Linked DNA regions of Mus musculus: region 1 is linked to region 2. Evidence: chromatin contacts called from public Hi-C data. All regions are on one chromosome and are shown on one strand. Each heading gives the region's core, a stretch centred on a gene start, on an enhancer-like site or on the middle of the called end of the contact. The rest is flanking DNA. Distances are from core to core; before and after follow the strand shown. Region 1 holds the start of 5730460C07Rik (RIKEN cDNA 5730460C07 gene). Region 2 overlaps St6galnac5 (ST6 (alpha-N-acetyl-neuraminyl-2,3-beta-galactosyl-1,3)-N-acetylgalactosaminide alpha-2,6-sialyltransferase 5).

Evidence for each region. Hi-C and Micro-C count contacts between places; a contact is called where the count stands out from the background.
Region 1: a contact with region 2 is called in a Hi-C map of granulocyte-monocyte progenitors, with 2.9 times the contacts expected there. The contact joins the promoter of 5730460C07Rik here to the enhancer-like site in region 2. A contact is called at or near these places in 1 of 39 promoter capture datasets (the C10 cell line), 1 of 484 Hi-C or Micro-C datasets (granulocyte-monocyte progenitors) and 1 of 115 datasets of contacts at active chromatin or transcription factors (embryonic basal ganglia).

What each region holds. Positions count from the first base shown.
Region 1 is chr3:153,790,756-153,794,439 of GRCm38.p6, reverse strand. 5730460C07Rik (RIKEN cDNA 5730460C07 gene) reads left to right here and starts at 2,353. Exons shown (of 3, transcript NR_045801.1): 1 at 2,353-2,558; 2 at 3,005-3,150; 3 at 3,654-3,684.
Region 2 is chr3:152,910,870-152,914,230 of GRCm38.p6, reverse strand. All of the region lies in intron 2 of St6galnac5 (ST6 (alpha-N-acetyl-neuraminyl-2,3-beta-galactosyl-1,3)-N-acetylgalactosaminide alpha-2,6-sialyltransferase 5), which reads left to right. All of the region lies in intron 2 of Gm46830 (a long non-coding RNA gene), which reads right to left. Among named protein-coding and RNA genes, the nearest start is that of Gm46830, 13 kb to the right of the region's middle. Within about 2 kb of position 1,715, at least 116 of the 459 cell types and tissues checked have an H3K27ac peak or open chromatin away from gene starts, as enhancers often do. A contact at or near this core is called in granulocyte-monocyte progenitors, where this site is marked.

The sequences.
Region 1 (3,684 bases), core at 1,104-3,603, 880 kb before region 2:
ACCATGCTGGGGGGATGTCTTCACTCTGGTGTGACCATGCTGGGGAGGGGTGTCACCAATCTGGTGTGACCATGCTGGAGGGATGCCTTCAGTCTGGTGTGACCATGCTGGGGGAATGTCTTTACTCTGGGGTGACCATGCTGAAGGGGTGTCACCAATCTGGTGTGACCATGCTGGAGGGATGTCTTCAGTCTGGGGTGACCATGCTGGAGGAATGTCTTCACTCTGAGGTGGCCATGCTGGGGTGTCCTCACTCTGGTGTGACCATGCTGGGGTGTCCTCACACTGGGAATTACTGTTTCTTCTGTGGTGATCTCCTGCTGACCTGCTGTCTTCCATCCCCTCTTCGCAGTTTACAGGATGACTGGCAGAGCTCTGTCTGCCTCATCTGTGCTGGAAGGCAGACACATTCTCAAGTGACTGCTGTGATCTGGGGTCATAGGAACCTTTGCAGGGAAGTTCTCTGAAGCCCCCCAGTGGTTCCTGAGAGGGCCTTTATTCTGACTTAATTAACAGTTTTTCAGCTATAAAGAGGCAGGTAGCTGCATCCCATGGAATTTGGCCTATTAACTCTTATTAGTAGAGACCTGTGTGGAAGCCACCTGGGCCTTTCTGGATTGCAAAGCTGTCACTCAGAACCCCGCCCCCAGGCCTGCAGCACGCAGAGCCCCTTACTTTCAAATGGTCACTCGTGGGTTTCCACAGAGCTGTCTCCCCAGTCAGGGGTGGAGGAGTTTAAGGACTTGGTCCTCCTGTATTCAGTCCATGACACACTTACTTGGATCTGGAACAAATATTTAACAAAAGAGTCTCATTCCTCTATGATTGCTATTCAGAAGTCCCCCAGGTATATGTGGTATGATGTATGAAGCTCCTTATTAGAAAAGCTAGAAACATTGGAAATCTGCAGTAATGAGGTTGTGTTCTTTCTCCCAGTAATGACTGACAGCTGCACTTTGCACGTGTGCGCATGTGCTCACGTATGAACACGCTGCAGTCAGGGGTGAGGCACCTGCATGTATTTGAACATCTTCCTCAGTCACTCTTCACCTAATTTTTAAAGACAGTCTCTCTCTCTCTCTCTCTCTCTCTCTCTCTCTCTCTCTCTCTCTCTCCCTCCCTCCCTCCCTCCCTCCCTCTCTCTCTCTCTCTCTCTCTCTCTCTCTCTCTCTCTCTCTCTCCCCATCTCTCTCCCCGCCCCCCCCCCGCCACCCAGAACTCATCGAACTCATCACTTTGGCCAGACTGGCTGTCTAGTGAGCTCCCGGGATGTCCCCGTCTCTACCTCCCATGCTGAGGTTCCAGACATGCCTTCATGCCCATCTCAAAACTCAGGTTCCCATGTTTGCACAGCCGGCACTGTACTGACAGTGATCTTCACAGCTGATAACTGATAGGTTTTTAGTTATTAAGATTATTAATATAATTACAACATCTCTCCCCTTTCTTCCCTCTAAACTCTCCCACATACCCCTCCCAAATTCATGGCTTCTTTTTTCACTAATTATTATTGTATGTAAATATGTATGTATACACATGTACATATATGTTCTATACATATATTCCTAAAGATGACTGTTTGGTCCATACTTGTATGTATATTTTATATATGTGTGTATGTATATAATATACTTGTATGTATATTTTCAGAGCTACCATCTGGCATGAGACAACCCATTGGTGTCTCTTCCCTAGGGAAGACCACTCTCTCTTATAGCTTCCCTCGGTTGCCCACAGTTCCTCACGTAGGCTTGAGACCTCGTGCACTTTTGGCTTGTTCATAGGTGTCATCCTTGCTCAGCTCACACTTGGGTAATAATAACATTTTATTTAAATGCTGATCTCATAGACTCTTTGAGAGAATCCGGATGACCTGTAGGGATCCTTAGACCTGTCTGAGACCTGCAAACCTAAAGCAAAAGGGACCCAAAGGCCACCGAGGAGCCAATTCTGATGTACACGTAAGGGGCTATCACAAGCTCTCCAGCAGGGACTCTCACTGTCCCTGCAGCAGTGGGTCAGAAGGGAGAGCCCCAGGTTTAGGGGAGAAGGGTATTTATTGTGGTTACATCAAGCTTGGGGAATTTCCATACCGTCCAGCACGTTAGTGTTTTAAAAACTGCATTTCTGATGTAATCGGCAGGAACTGAACATGGGGTGGGGGGAACAACTGACAATCAGGATGGCTAGGTTATCTACTCTCTGCAGGACATCTTAGGTTATCTTGACTTTGCTATTGCAGCCTGACTGGCTATTGTCACGGGGTGGGGGTGGTGACATGAGATGTTCGCTCAAGTGGACTTTGTAGTTTCCTTCCTGGAACTGGAGTTTAGCCCCTGGTCTTGCACACAATGGAGTTTCTTCAAAAATGGAGTTGGTTGAGCTTTACAGTCTTCGAGTGTTACAGCTCTACACAAAGGACATAGACATTAGTCACCAGGCATAAGCTGGGATGATCAGATCACTACAGAGCTCCTCTGCCATGCTTCATACCCACACTGAGCACCGTGGAAAGATCTGGAGATTGCTGTGAGTGAGCACATTGCGTCTTGGAGCAGGTATTATCAGGCTTATGCACGAAACGCCACAATTCAGACAGCAAAACAAGGGAGAAAAGATATGACAGGGGTGGGGTGGAGTGGGCGTGTGGTGGGGGTGGAGGATAGGGCTTGTCCCAGTTGATAGAGTACTTGCCTGTTTTGCACAGAGCTCCTAGCTTCCATCCCTAGCACCACACACATGGGTGTAGCTGTGCAAACCAGCACTCAGGAGGCAGATACAGGAGGATCAAAAGTTCAAGACTGTCCTCAGATATATAATGAGCTCAAAGCCAGCTTAGAGGACGGGAGAACTTGTATCTTTAGAATAACTCAGTCATAGAGCAATGAAGGAGCAAAAACAGGATGCATATGATGATATGAATCAAGGGACCTGGAAGTAAAGGGTGGAGACGGCTTTGGTTGGCTCTGTGGGTCAGGTACCCACATCCATTCTGATCCCACAGGTCAGCTTTGCTCATCCAGGGAGAGATAGTGTGAGCGGAGGCACCACCCACTGGAAAGCATAGACTCCCCTGTGTCTAAAGCCGCGTGTAGCCCAAACACCAGTGCTGTGCTTCCCTAGGAAAATGATTTTGACACTGTCACTGTGGTAAGGAGCATTGTGGGTGAGTGTGGCCAGCCGCAGAATAACCTTCACCTCAGGCGCTTGACCTGGGACACTGGAGTACAGTGTTGTGAAGGTGGGGAGGGGGAGGGGGAAGGGAAGTGAAGGGGAGGGAAGGAGAACTCCCTTCCACTTTGCAAGCACAGGAAAGCCAGCTCTTCTCCAGACAATTTAACAACCCTTTCCCTGATGTTCAACATCAAAACTGCATCAGTGATTGGCTTCTGCAAAAGATGTCATGATAATGATTATTCCATGGCCTTCCATTTCCGTTTTTCATATTAATATTCTTGCAATACGATTGTTGAGGTTTATTTTTTATTTATTCTTCTCTTATACATTACATCCCAACCACAATTTCCCCTCCTTCCATCCTCCCAGGACCCCCCCACCTACAAACACACACACACACACACACACACACACACACACACACACACACACTTCCCCTCTTCCCTAGACCCACTTCTCCTTTTCCCCTCTAAAAGAGCAGGCCGCCCAAGGATATCAACTGAACCC
Region 2 (3,361 bases), core at 466-2,965:
CAGGATCTTTCAGTCTCATCCCAAATGCACTTACCCAATGCGGAGTAGACAGCCTATCTTACCAGAATATTATAGAATTATCACTGATCAATTACAATATTTTTTATGTAAAAGCACTGAAAACATCCAATTTTATAAAATATTAAGCTTAATAAGCATATTTACCAAACCAGCTTCTACTAATGCCTCATCATGGGTCGTTCTAGTAATGATTCAAGGTCAAAACAATGGCTCACTTGTTAATGGCAGGTTAACATAGAGAATGAAAATGAAACCAAGTTTATAATGCAAAAACTTTCTTTAAAAGTATTTTGTCTGTAGGAGTGTTTGGCCTGTATCTATATCTGTGCACCATGTATGCCTGGTGCCCAAAGAGGCCAGAGGAGGCCATCAGAACCCTGGACTGGAGTTAGAAATGGTTGAAAGCCACTGTGTAAGTACTGGGAACTGAACTCGGGTTCACGGAAAGAGCAACAAGTGCTTTCAACCACAGGGCCATCTTTCCCGCCCCAGAATTTGTTAATTTTTTAAAATTTCATTATAATTACCCAAAGTTTGGGATGAATACATTTCATACCTCCAGATTAATAATAATGTAAAAGTCCCCAGCCTAACAGCAATGACTTGTAGCTTTTAAAAATACCTCAACTATATCTGAAAATAAGCAAAAATTAATCTCTCTGAGATGACTGAAATGCCGAGCTTATCAGGGTTACGAAAACAGTTTAAAGCGTTGACAGTTCACAGCGCAAAACCATCCAGTGTTTAAAGTTTCATTTTCATCCTTAAAACTTCTTCTTGTATCCACTTAAAGAGAACGGAGATGACAGAAGCTCAGGGAACTCCGAGCAGAATGGAGCGTAAGGGGACACACCCACTTCCCCACCAACCATCTGCCCAGAACCAGTGCATTTGCACTCCCAAACCAGACAGCCAAGAGGACACAGCGGTCAGAATCCAGCCTCCGTGCTCTCCTCAGATGAGGTGGGCTTTGTAGACTAGAATAAAAAGCCAGGGTGGGGTAGGTAATGATTCGGTTACAAATAAGGCCCAAGGGGTAGAGTTGTCTTTGCACTGTAGACCAGAGTCATCAGACAGCCCTTTCCCATATGGTGGTAGCCTGTGAGGTTGCTGTGGAAGAGCTGGACATTAGCACCAGGCATGTCAGCAAGCCCAGGTTCATAAGTGACTTACGACACTCACTCTCACAGTCTACTGATGGAGAAACAACTCAGTCACCTGACCCCAAATGAGCAAGGAAGATTCCAGAGCGATATAGGGGATTTGATGGTTACCAGGCTCCGCCATGGGAGACTTCCTGTCTCCCCCGTGGTCAACCTGCCTCAGCACTTATCGGTGTTCCTCCCTCAGGTACACTGTGGGCCTCAGACCCTGCAGTAGCCATGTCTCTCCAAAGAAAAGAAAATTCCAGAGAAAAGGAGACAGAAGAAAAACACCGGCTTACGCACAATGCCCCAACAGAATTGCAGGCTGGTACTTCTACTTAAGAGCAAGAAGTCAGAGGAAGAAAAGCACAGTGAGAGGCGGAACCACTGAACCACAAATTCGTGCTTACTCTACTGAAATGAGAATACAAGCGAGAAAAGCTTTCTCCTCCCCCCTCCCTGCCCCGCCCCACTCGACTAGCCTATGCAAGTGTGAGAGCATAGACTCTCCACTGGCCTGATCATCACGTCTTACAGGGCTCCGACTGCTGAGCCAATTCACGTTCTACTGCGTCTTCTGTGGCATGTAGTCACCGACACACGACGCCTTCTGGGCTCATCCAACCAGCTTTCTGAAAGCCTCCCAGGTGCCAGGCCTCATGCCGACTTGTTCCCGGGACTGTCCTCTCACAGAGCTGGTGTCAAGGGAGGGGCCCCTGAGTCATGACAGGAAACACATTTCAGGAAACACAACCACATTCTTTGTCTCCCATGACCTGCCACCACAGGGTGCTGAGTAGGTCCTTAAGCACAAGAGAAAAAGACCTCGAGCACCAGTTGCTCCCGTTCTAGGATTCTGCAACACACAGCCTAATGACAACAGCTTTGCTCTTCACACAGGAGTGAAGAATTAGAAAGTGTGTTTCTCTCCCCAAGCTCCCGTCAACGCTTTCCCCAACAGTCTTGATCAATCAGACCTTATTTCAGGACTGGGGGCCAGAAGGGTTAGAAGGTTCTACATGCTGCCTATTTGGGGCTCACTTTTGTCTTCGTCCCTTGTGGATGGTCCTGGGGAAGGTGGGACACATTTTCAGCTGGGTTTCCAGAACCTATGCTGTCCATGCCAAATTCTACTTCTAACTCTGTGACCTTGTAGCTGTCCTCTGGTCTCTCTGAGATGAAGTTCCCTCATGTGTAAAATCAAATGTTTAGACTAGACAAGGGCTCTTCCAACTGTAACCGTGTGGTTCTGGCATCTGTCTCCCTGCCTCTGTAATTGAGGCCACTGGTCCCGTGACCTGAGGTGTCTGCAGGGAGGATGAGTTGGAGAAGTGTCACTAGGTTGATCAGCTGGAGAGGCGTCCCTCCCACAGAATCAGCTAAGAGAAAAACCATCAGGTGTGTCCCCTCTGTAACTCTCCGGCATTGCATTTTCCTCTCAAAATGCCCAAACAGCCATTGAGATCATAAACTGAAGGCCATAACCATTCTATAGTCAGCATTTGCCAAAGTGCAGTGGCCCTATATCTGTGCACTCACCAATACATCTCCAAGATGGCCGAGTAGTCCACACTGAGCCCGAGTCCATGGGCCTGTCACTGAGAGCCCAGATCAAACTGAGGGACCTGACTCAAAACAGCAATGTGCAATCATAGTCTCAATCATAGGAGTGCAGAGAGGCTCAGCCCTGTCCCCAAGTCCATACCCATCTGACTAACCCAAGGTCATGCACACAGGCTCAAGGTCACGGACAGAGGTGAGAGAGATATTGCATCTCTGACTTCCAGGCCAGGTCCTCCACCAGGCTACACCAGATATTCATGGGCATACAGGAACCTAAAACTCTGTCAGTATAGTGACAGTGACATGCTCACGATAGTGCTGATGATTGTCATTGTATATACAGTACAGGTGTACTAACTGTACTTCACACAGATTGTAGTTCATCAATTGCATGTATAACTTTTTAGTATTATTCACAACTTACAGACAAGAGAGCAGAGGGTGCAAGAGATAACTAACTAGCATTCTTTGATGATAGATTATTAGACTAGTCTACTGAGCCAGACCTCTTAAAGTTTCTACTGTATACAGGCAATAAATTAGTGATTCTGATGAAATTTAGAGCCAAATTTTCTCCCAAAGAAATGACAGTGTTATATGACAAAAGCAGCAAACATGAGTTATATAATATG